Linked DNA regions of Mus musculus: region 1 is linked to region 2. Evidence: chromatin contacts called from public HiChIP or PLAC-seq data. All regions are on one chromosome and are shown on one strand. The core of a region is the stretch at or near the end of the contact, and the rest is flanking DNA. Distances in the headings are between cores, read along the strand shown.

Region 1 (4,024 bases), core at 1,266-3,765, 55 kb before region 2:
GTAGACCAGGCTGGCCTCGAACTCAGAAATCCTCCTGCCTCTGCCTCCCAAGTGCTTGGGATTAAAGGCGTGCACCACCATGCCCGGCTTAATAATTTTTTTAAAAAGCAATCTTAATGTCTCCCTTTGGGTGTAAGATACTAGGATATGAGTCTGAGATTCTGGGATTCAGCCATGGAGCAGAGGACAAAGCTGTAGACAGGAGACCACATGCCTCAGGAGCTTGGGCATTTGGGGTTGGTGAGGAAAGGCAGGGACCAGCCTGCAGATCTGTGGCCTCCTCTCTCTGACTCTGACTCTTCTCACCAGCCTTGCCTGAGATGGCTGAGCAAAGTTTGGAAGGCAAAGCCAAGCCAAAGCCCGCTCTGGGTCAGAGCTGCAGGCCCCAGGATTTGCTCCCTTTTCTGGTCCCAGAGTCTGAGTGCCTGGTGGCCATCTCTGCCTTGCTCCTCACTGGGTGATTTTTAACAATGTTAATGTGTTAATATTTAACATTGGACCTCAGCTGTGAGCCTCGGCTTCCTGCTCTATAAGATGGAGTTTCTGAGGAATTATGAGGACAAAATGATAAAGTTAATAAAGCCTTCTCCCTAGGACTCCAAGGCTAGACTGCTCTCAGAAATGTGCCTGCTTGGTGTGTACTCTGAGTTGTCACTCTCAGAGGGTAGTAGCCCTTTAGTTATGTCATGAAGCGTTCTGACCACCACCATCCCCCCAAGAACCCTGACCTCTTAACTTGATTGTGTTGGTTGATTTGAGATTGATGTCCTTTGTCTTGGAATTCTGGAGGGAGGGCAAGGCAGGCAGGTCTGGAGCCAGTGGTAAGGCTGGGAGGACCAATGCAAGGGAGCAAGTGCAAGGTTGGTGTCAGTTTCCTGTTTATTGGTTCCCAGGGGGTGACAGGCCCTGCTCTTTGCTGCAGTGTGGAGCAGGAGAGATGGAGGCCATGCTCCTGGCTGCCAGCCAGCCCCAGAGCTGGGCCTCCTGGGATGGCCGAGACCCCATTCCCCCACCCCTGGACAAACATTCAGTTCTTTCCCAGGACGGGGCACTGGAGGTTAAGGAACAGATGTGGAAGGGAAGGGAAGATGAGAAGGACCCTCCCCCACCCCAGTAAAAGTCCTGTGGACTCTGTCTTTCTTGGCTGCTGGTTTTTGTTCTGGTACATGGTTGTCCCCCTGGACGGGTGTGTTCAGATGCCAACGCCTTGACAAACCAGGAGGTCAGAAGGGAGAGGAAGAGAGGTAGGGCCTTGGGTGCCAGAGTCACCCATCTGGAAAGACTCCAGACATCAGCTTTGCCTTCTCCCCACTCCCGGCCCCTGCTTCATTAAGAAGGTGAAAGTCTTGATACCCTATGATAATGAGTCCTCCTGCCACTGCCCCAGCGCTGCCTGGGGATTGCCAGCATGGGGGTGGGGGGCAGTCACCAAGAGTTCCAGAAGGAGGGGAAGTGATGGGGTCCACTGGCATTTGGGGGAATTGATCAAAGCCAGGGCAGCAAAAGAAAGCCATTGTATGTGTCAGAGGCCAGTGGAGAACAGAGGTCTCGGGTGACCAGCACATGGAGGGAAGCTGTACGTGCTGGGGCCAGTATGAAGGCCTTGGGTGCTGAGTCTCACCCCTAGGCAGGGGGAGCCATGCAGGATGAGGAACTGAAGGGGCACTGCAGCTTTGTATGGTGATGGTGCCCTGTGAGGTTCAGACTGGAGGAAGTGGCGGTGGTGACAAGCCTGAGCCCAGGGATGCAGGATGTGCCAAAGAAGACTGTGTAGAGAGAATTTGGAGTTCCAGATGGAGTTGAATTTGGGCTCACAAGCTGGGATGAGGGAGTGGGGCAGGGTGAAGGGTGAGCCATGCCCCCTTTACCAGGCACAACTTCTCTCTGGAGGGGTAAAGGGCCCTGAACCCTGACTCCGAGTCCAGTTTACTACTCCTTGTCCAACTTCAGGCTCCCTGCTGGGTGGAGGTACCCTGCCACTCACAGGAGTTCCTAGGGAACAGCTAGGCTACAACTCCAGTCCGCACTTTTGGAAGAGGCCCCATGAAAGGAGCATGGTTTGAGAGCAGGCAGACTTACCATGTTGATTTTGATTCAGGCCAAGTCACCCTGCCTCAGTCTTCCCACCTGTGAAGTGGGGATCCCAGCTATGGTTCTTGAATATTCAGGCTCTCAAGAGGTGGGGTGGAGTAAGTACTATGGTGGTTAGTAGGCAGCCTGGTAACACTATCCACAGTGGGACCTAGGGTCAGAGCTAAGAACCCTTCTGATATTTGTCCCTCGACCACAGCAGTGCTGAACTGTGGCCCTGAGGAGGCCTTGAGAGAAAGCTGGGCTGAGACAAAAGGGAGTAGAAAGACTCAGCTTGGGGATTGACGTGAGCCTGTTTCCCCATCAGATGCCTGTGAGACCCCTGCAAACTCCTTGCTGCTCACAGGGCCCTCTTCTCAGCTCTGGCCTGCACCAGTCACTTCCAGGCCTCTCCCCAAGGCCAGCGGGGGCGTTGCCTGGGGCGGGTGCGGAATTTCCGAGGGAATGGCTAAATTCAGCCCTAGCTAAAAATAGTCTGGGGCCTGGCCCCAAAGCTGGAGGAGCAGGAGGAGGAGGAGGAGGAGGGAGACAAGGAGGAAGAGGAGAAGGCGGTGGCGGTGGCGGTGGCTGCAGACCAGAGAGAGTAATTTCCAGCTACCTTCTTGCCCTGCCTCCACCATCACTGGGGCCTGGGCCTCTTGTGGCCTCACAGACATCTGCTTCTTTCTCCTCACTCACATACACATAGGCCTTCTCGCTTCTGGGGTTTCTGCCCCCGCTCCCCCACAACGTCTCATGCTGTACCTGCTCTGAGTCCTGAGTCTTGTGCTGTGTTCAGTTGAGTCCCCACCCCTGGATGGGGAAAGGCCTCTGAGAATCCTGATCAGGACTGTGCCCCTCCCCCTCAGCTTCCCCTGATCTAGGATGCTTCTACGGCCCTAGCTGGGCACACTTGGAAAACTCTGGGGTATGAAGATACGAGTGTGAACCCCTGGATCCCCCAGTTAGCTCTGGCAAGTGGCTGCCCGTGCCAAACCATCCTTCCTGGCACACAGTGGAACTGCACTGTAAACTTATTTATTAAATCCACGTAGCGAGACCCGAGGAAGCCAGCAAAGCCCTGCTCCAACCTTCCCTGAAGCCCTCTATACTTATGCCAGCCTTGGATTTGCTCTTTGGGGAGACCAAGAAGTGGAAGCTGGCACAAAGGCCGTAGGGACATGGTGGCAATCAGACCCTGAGGCTAGAGGCGGTAAGAGGCCTGGCTCAGGTCTCGGAGACCGTGACTGGTGGCATTTATAACCTAGGTTGACCTTACTTCAAGGCTGGGCTGTGAGTTTCTTCAGGTCCACAGTAACTCTCTGGGCTCAGGTCGGGTGTGAATTATCACAGCAGGAAAGCTTGTCAAGAGTTTGACTAGACACAGGTCTGGGCACTTCTGGTTTTTTGTTTGTTTTTTTATTAATTTTATGCTCAATTTTATATTCAGGAGATCTAGCGGGTCTCCTGCATGCTTGGGAAGTGCTCTAACCACTGTGTTACATCTTCAGCTTGCTCTGAGCACTTTATCTATATTTCCTCACTGAGTCTTCACAGCAGCGCTGTGGGGAGTAGGGACTGCCACTCTGCCCGGATGAGCCTGAGCGTGACACTGCGGAGCCTGCAGACTGGGACAGCTGAGTGGCTAAGAAGGAGTTCACACTCTTGGCCCCACAGCTCTAGCACCTCCAGGTGTTCACTGGGACCCTGGCTTTCAGAACTCCCATTGCTACGGTGAGCTCAGGACGTGACAAGATGCATCCACTGGATTCACAGCCTGTGGTCCCAGCTCCAGGAACTAGCACATAGCAGTTGGTAAATAGTAGTGAGTAGTGAGCCTTGCACTGACAGGCTGGTTACAAGCTGCAGAGGGAATGTGTGTTTCCTGTATTCGTTGCGCCCGGGGACTCTTCTTTTGACGTTGGAGCAGAGGTGAGTGGTGTGGAGCTCCTTG
Region 2 (3,570 bases), core at 773-3,272:
ACAAAAACTCGGAAGCAGAGAACATTCAGGCAAGTCTGAGCACGTCACTGCTCCCCAGTGGGTTTCCACCATGGACTGTGATGTGGGGCTCTGGGCCCATCCCCAGATTTGGGGGAGCACAGTTGACATTGAATGTATTGGTTTGTTTTTGTTTTTTGTTTTTCCAGGACAGGATGTCACTTTGTATCCTTGGCTGGCTTGCAGTTCACTATGTAGACCAGGCTGGCACAGAACTCAGGGAGATCTGGTTGTCTCTGCCTCCAGTGCTCTGGGGTTAGAAGCACAAGTCACTAGGCCTGCTGCGCTCATGATTTTGACACCAGTAACGTGGAACTTTTTCTGCCCTGTCCCCAAAACCTGGGCTCAGCCAGGTTAATGGAAACTCTCCCCTCCCTCTCGTCTCTCAGGTGTCCAGTTCTCCTCCTGGAATTTCCCAGGCTCTGGGGACCTGACCTTTCCTTTCCTTTCCTTTCCTTTCCTTTCCTTTCCTTTCCTTTCCTTTCCTTTCCTTTCCTTTCCTTTCCTTTCTGTGGCTCAAATTCTATGACTTAATTTGTTTACCAGCCCACCCATTCCCAACAGACATATTTACTTCCTCAACCTCTTCCGTGAGCTGTGATTATCCTGATTCCAGCCAGGCCTCTGTCTCCCGCACTGGGCTCCTCTGTGCTGTCCGAGTTTCATCTCATCCTGCTCTCCTGGCCACCTTAGATTCTTTGAATGATGCTGGGGGAGTGGGAAGGTAACGGAAGAGAAGGCTGTGGGAGCTGAGATGTGCTACTGCTAGTGCCACCGCACCACTACTGCTACTACCACCGCACCATACCACACACGGGCCCAGTTTATAACCATTGCAAGAGTGCAATGGTTACTTACTGCCTGGCTTCTACAACGATGTCTCATAGTGTTGGTCACTCTTTTTGTGTTTGCTTGCTTGTGAAACAATGTCTCCATATGTAGCCCAGGCTGGCTTGGAACTCAGGAGCTTCCTGCCTCTGCCTCCCAAATCCTGGCCTCCCAGTCCGTTACTTCTCCTGTCCTCCACTGGACACTGCGATGGCTGGCATTGGTGATAGAAGAGTGGGACCGCTGGTGTTAGGGGAGAGGATTGTCATTGTCATACCTACTTGGGGGAGGAACCAGCTACCCTGAAGGAAGGGGTATTTAGGCCAGGTTCCAAAGGAATTCACCAGGTGAGCATTCCTTATAGTCTCTCTTATTAGCTAGGTGGGGGATTCTAGAAACCAGCTTGGGTCTCATCCAAGACACTGAGGGTGCTCTTACCCACAACCAATTCCAAAGACTATTCCCAGGCAGTGGCAGCTGTGGCCCTAGTTACACAGGCAATGGTGACAGGATCTGAGTAGCATTCATGTCTCAAGCACCTTTTCGCTGCATCACACAAGCCCAGATTTCTTGGTTCGGAGCACACACACACACACACACACACACACACACACGCCCGCACGCGCGCGCGCACACACACACACACACCACACACACACACACACACACACACACGCCCGCACGCGCGCGCACACACACACACACACACACCACACATACACACACACACACACACACACACACACACACACACACACACACACGGCCGCGCCTCCCTGATGCGCCCCAAGGGATGCATGCGCACACACACACACACACACACCACACATACACACACACACACACACACACACACACACACACACACACACACACACACACACACACACACACACACACACACACACACACACACACACACACACACACACACACACACACACGGCCGCGCCTCCCTGATGCGCCCCAAGGGATGCATCTGAAGAACATCCTAGTCGTAGCCCCTGCAGTTCCTAGGAGGCTCAAGAGGTGGCGATGCGGAGCAGCGTGGCCTGGCGGGAGAATCGTGAGCCCTTGGCCCGCAGAGGGGCTCGGGGTTAGGGGCCGCAAGTCGGAGCTCTGACGTCGGGGGCGGGGCCAGAAGCCGTGACGCGAGGGGAGGGGCCGCGCAGCTTCCCGGCCAGGCCGGCGATTCATTCAAAAGGCGCGCAGGCTGCGCGGCCGGCCCCGAGCGCTCGCCTAGCGGGGCCCCGGCGCCGCGTCGGACGCTGAGCGAAGCTGGTGCTGCGGGCCAGGTAAGGAGGGTGCGCACGGCCCTCAGCCCCGCTCCGCTGCTCCGAGGAAGTTCTCCTGAGCGGCGGATGCGTCAGCCCCGCTCTCCTGCCCAGTCCCGTCCCATCCTGGTGCTGTCTACGCGTCCCGGAGCCCCCGGGCTGCGCGTCCTCCCGGCACCGCGCGCGGCGCAGTCTGTCAGAAGGTGCGCGAGAGGAAGCAGCGGAACTTGGCGTGCAAGGGGTCGGGGGAGCCCGGGAAACTTGGACTGACACCAAAGGCCGGCTGCGGGACGGGACGGCGGCGCCTCGGTGCGGCTGCAGCGCGGGGCGGCCGGGAAGGGGGGGGGTGTTCTGAACGGTGTCAGCCAGTGACTGTGGGTGACACGGCGCATGAGGCGGCCTGGCCCGGGCGAACGTGTGGCTGGGACACTGGGCGGTGACGCCGAGCCTAGCGGGCGACACAGAGGGGCTCTGTGTGTGAGGCAGGCAGAGTGTGTGTGATTGTGTATGTGAGAGACCCCAGGTCACTGGGGTCACTGTGTGTGGCCGGCCTGTAGTGTGACCCGGGCTAGTTGTGAGTATAAGGTAGAACAGAGGAACCCTAAATAACTTAAGCAAGCCCTGAATCACGGGGTCATAGGGTGCATGTGGGACGGGGTGGGGGGGGAGGGAGGAGAGAGAGAGAGAGAGAGAGAGAGAGAGAGAGAGAGAGAGAGAGAGAGAGAGACTGTCTGCCTGCCTGCCTGCCTAGGATAGAGTAAGACAAGGAGGAACCTGACACCTTCCAGTGTTTGAGGGGCCAAGGAAGATCAGGAGTCTAGGGAATAAAGATCTCTCTCCAAGACACCCTTAGAGTTCAGTTTAGTGAGTTTGCACGCAGACATGACCTAGCAGAGGAAGCCAGAATTGGGTGGGCTAGCCCCTCTGGCACAGAGAAGACCTGAGGTGGTCTCAGTCTCCACTCCACTCCACGCTCACACACACACACACACACACACACACACACACACACACACACTGAAGTCCCCAACATCTAGCAAGGCACTGTGTATTCTGTTTTGTGATCAGATCTACCCCTGCTAAGCCTCAGTCTCCCAGTCTGCAGAGAGGTGTGAATAGCCTGTGAATCATCACTTTGGGATCCTCTATTGTTTTTGGGTCAGTCTTCTCCATTCTCCTCTCCCCTCCAGACAGAAAGACTGCAGTGGGGGTGGGGGCAGGCGTCTGCTTGTGACACAATGGAGTGGTCCAAGGTTCCCATGTGTTGGTGAACAGTTGGAAACAGTCTTGCTCACAGTTGGTCAAGAAGATGTCAGGCTCCCACTCAAAAGCCACTGGCCCTTTAGATACTGAAACCTCAATCCAAAGACACTTCTCTACCCAGGTCTCCTTTTTCAGCCCCCTGGTTGGAAAGAGAGGGAATATTTGTTCTCCGGCAATGAATGGTCTG

Evidence for each region. HiChIP or PLAC-seq counts read pairs in DNA pulled down with a chosen protein or histone mark.
Region 1: an H3K27ac HiChIP or PLAC-seq map of embryonic stem cells shows a contact between it and region 2, with 7 read pairs. The contact joins the enhancer-like site here to the promoter of Relt in region 2. A contact is called at or near these places in 3 of 39 promoter capture datasets (embryonic stem cells and second pharyngeal arch cranial neural crest), 1 of 484 Hi-C or Micro-C datasets (uterus), 3 of 115 datasets of contacts at active chromatin or transcription factors (the HPC-7 cell line and embryonic stem cells) and 1 of 9 other capture datasets (adipose tissue).

The regions. Positions count from the first base shown.
Region 1 is chr7:100,916,847-100,920,870 of GRCm38.p6, reverse strand. All of the region lies in intron 1 of Arhgef17 (Rho guanine nucleotide exchange factor (GEF) 17), which reads left to right. Among named protein-coding and RNA genes, the nearest start is that of Arhgef17, 13 kb to the left of the region's middle. Within about 2 kb of position 2,515, at least 99 of the 459 cell types and tissues checked have an H3K27ac peak or open chromatin away from gene starts, as enhancers often do. A contact at or near this core is called in embryonic stem cells and uterus, where this site is marked.
Region 2 is chr7:100,861,865-100,865,434 of GRCm38.p6, reverse strand. Relt (RELT tumor necrosis factor receptor) reads left to right here and starts at 2,022. Exons shown (of 11, transcript NM_177073.6): 1 at 2,022-2,141.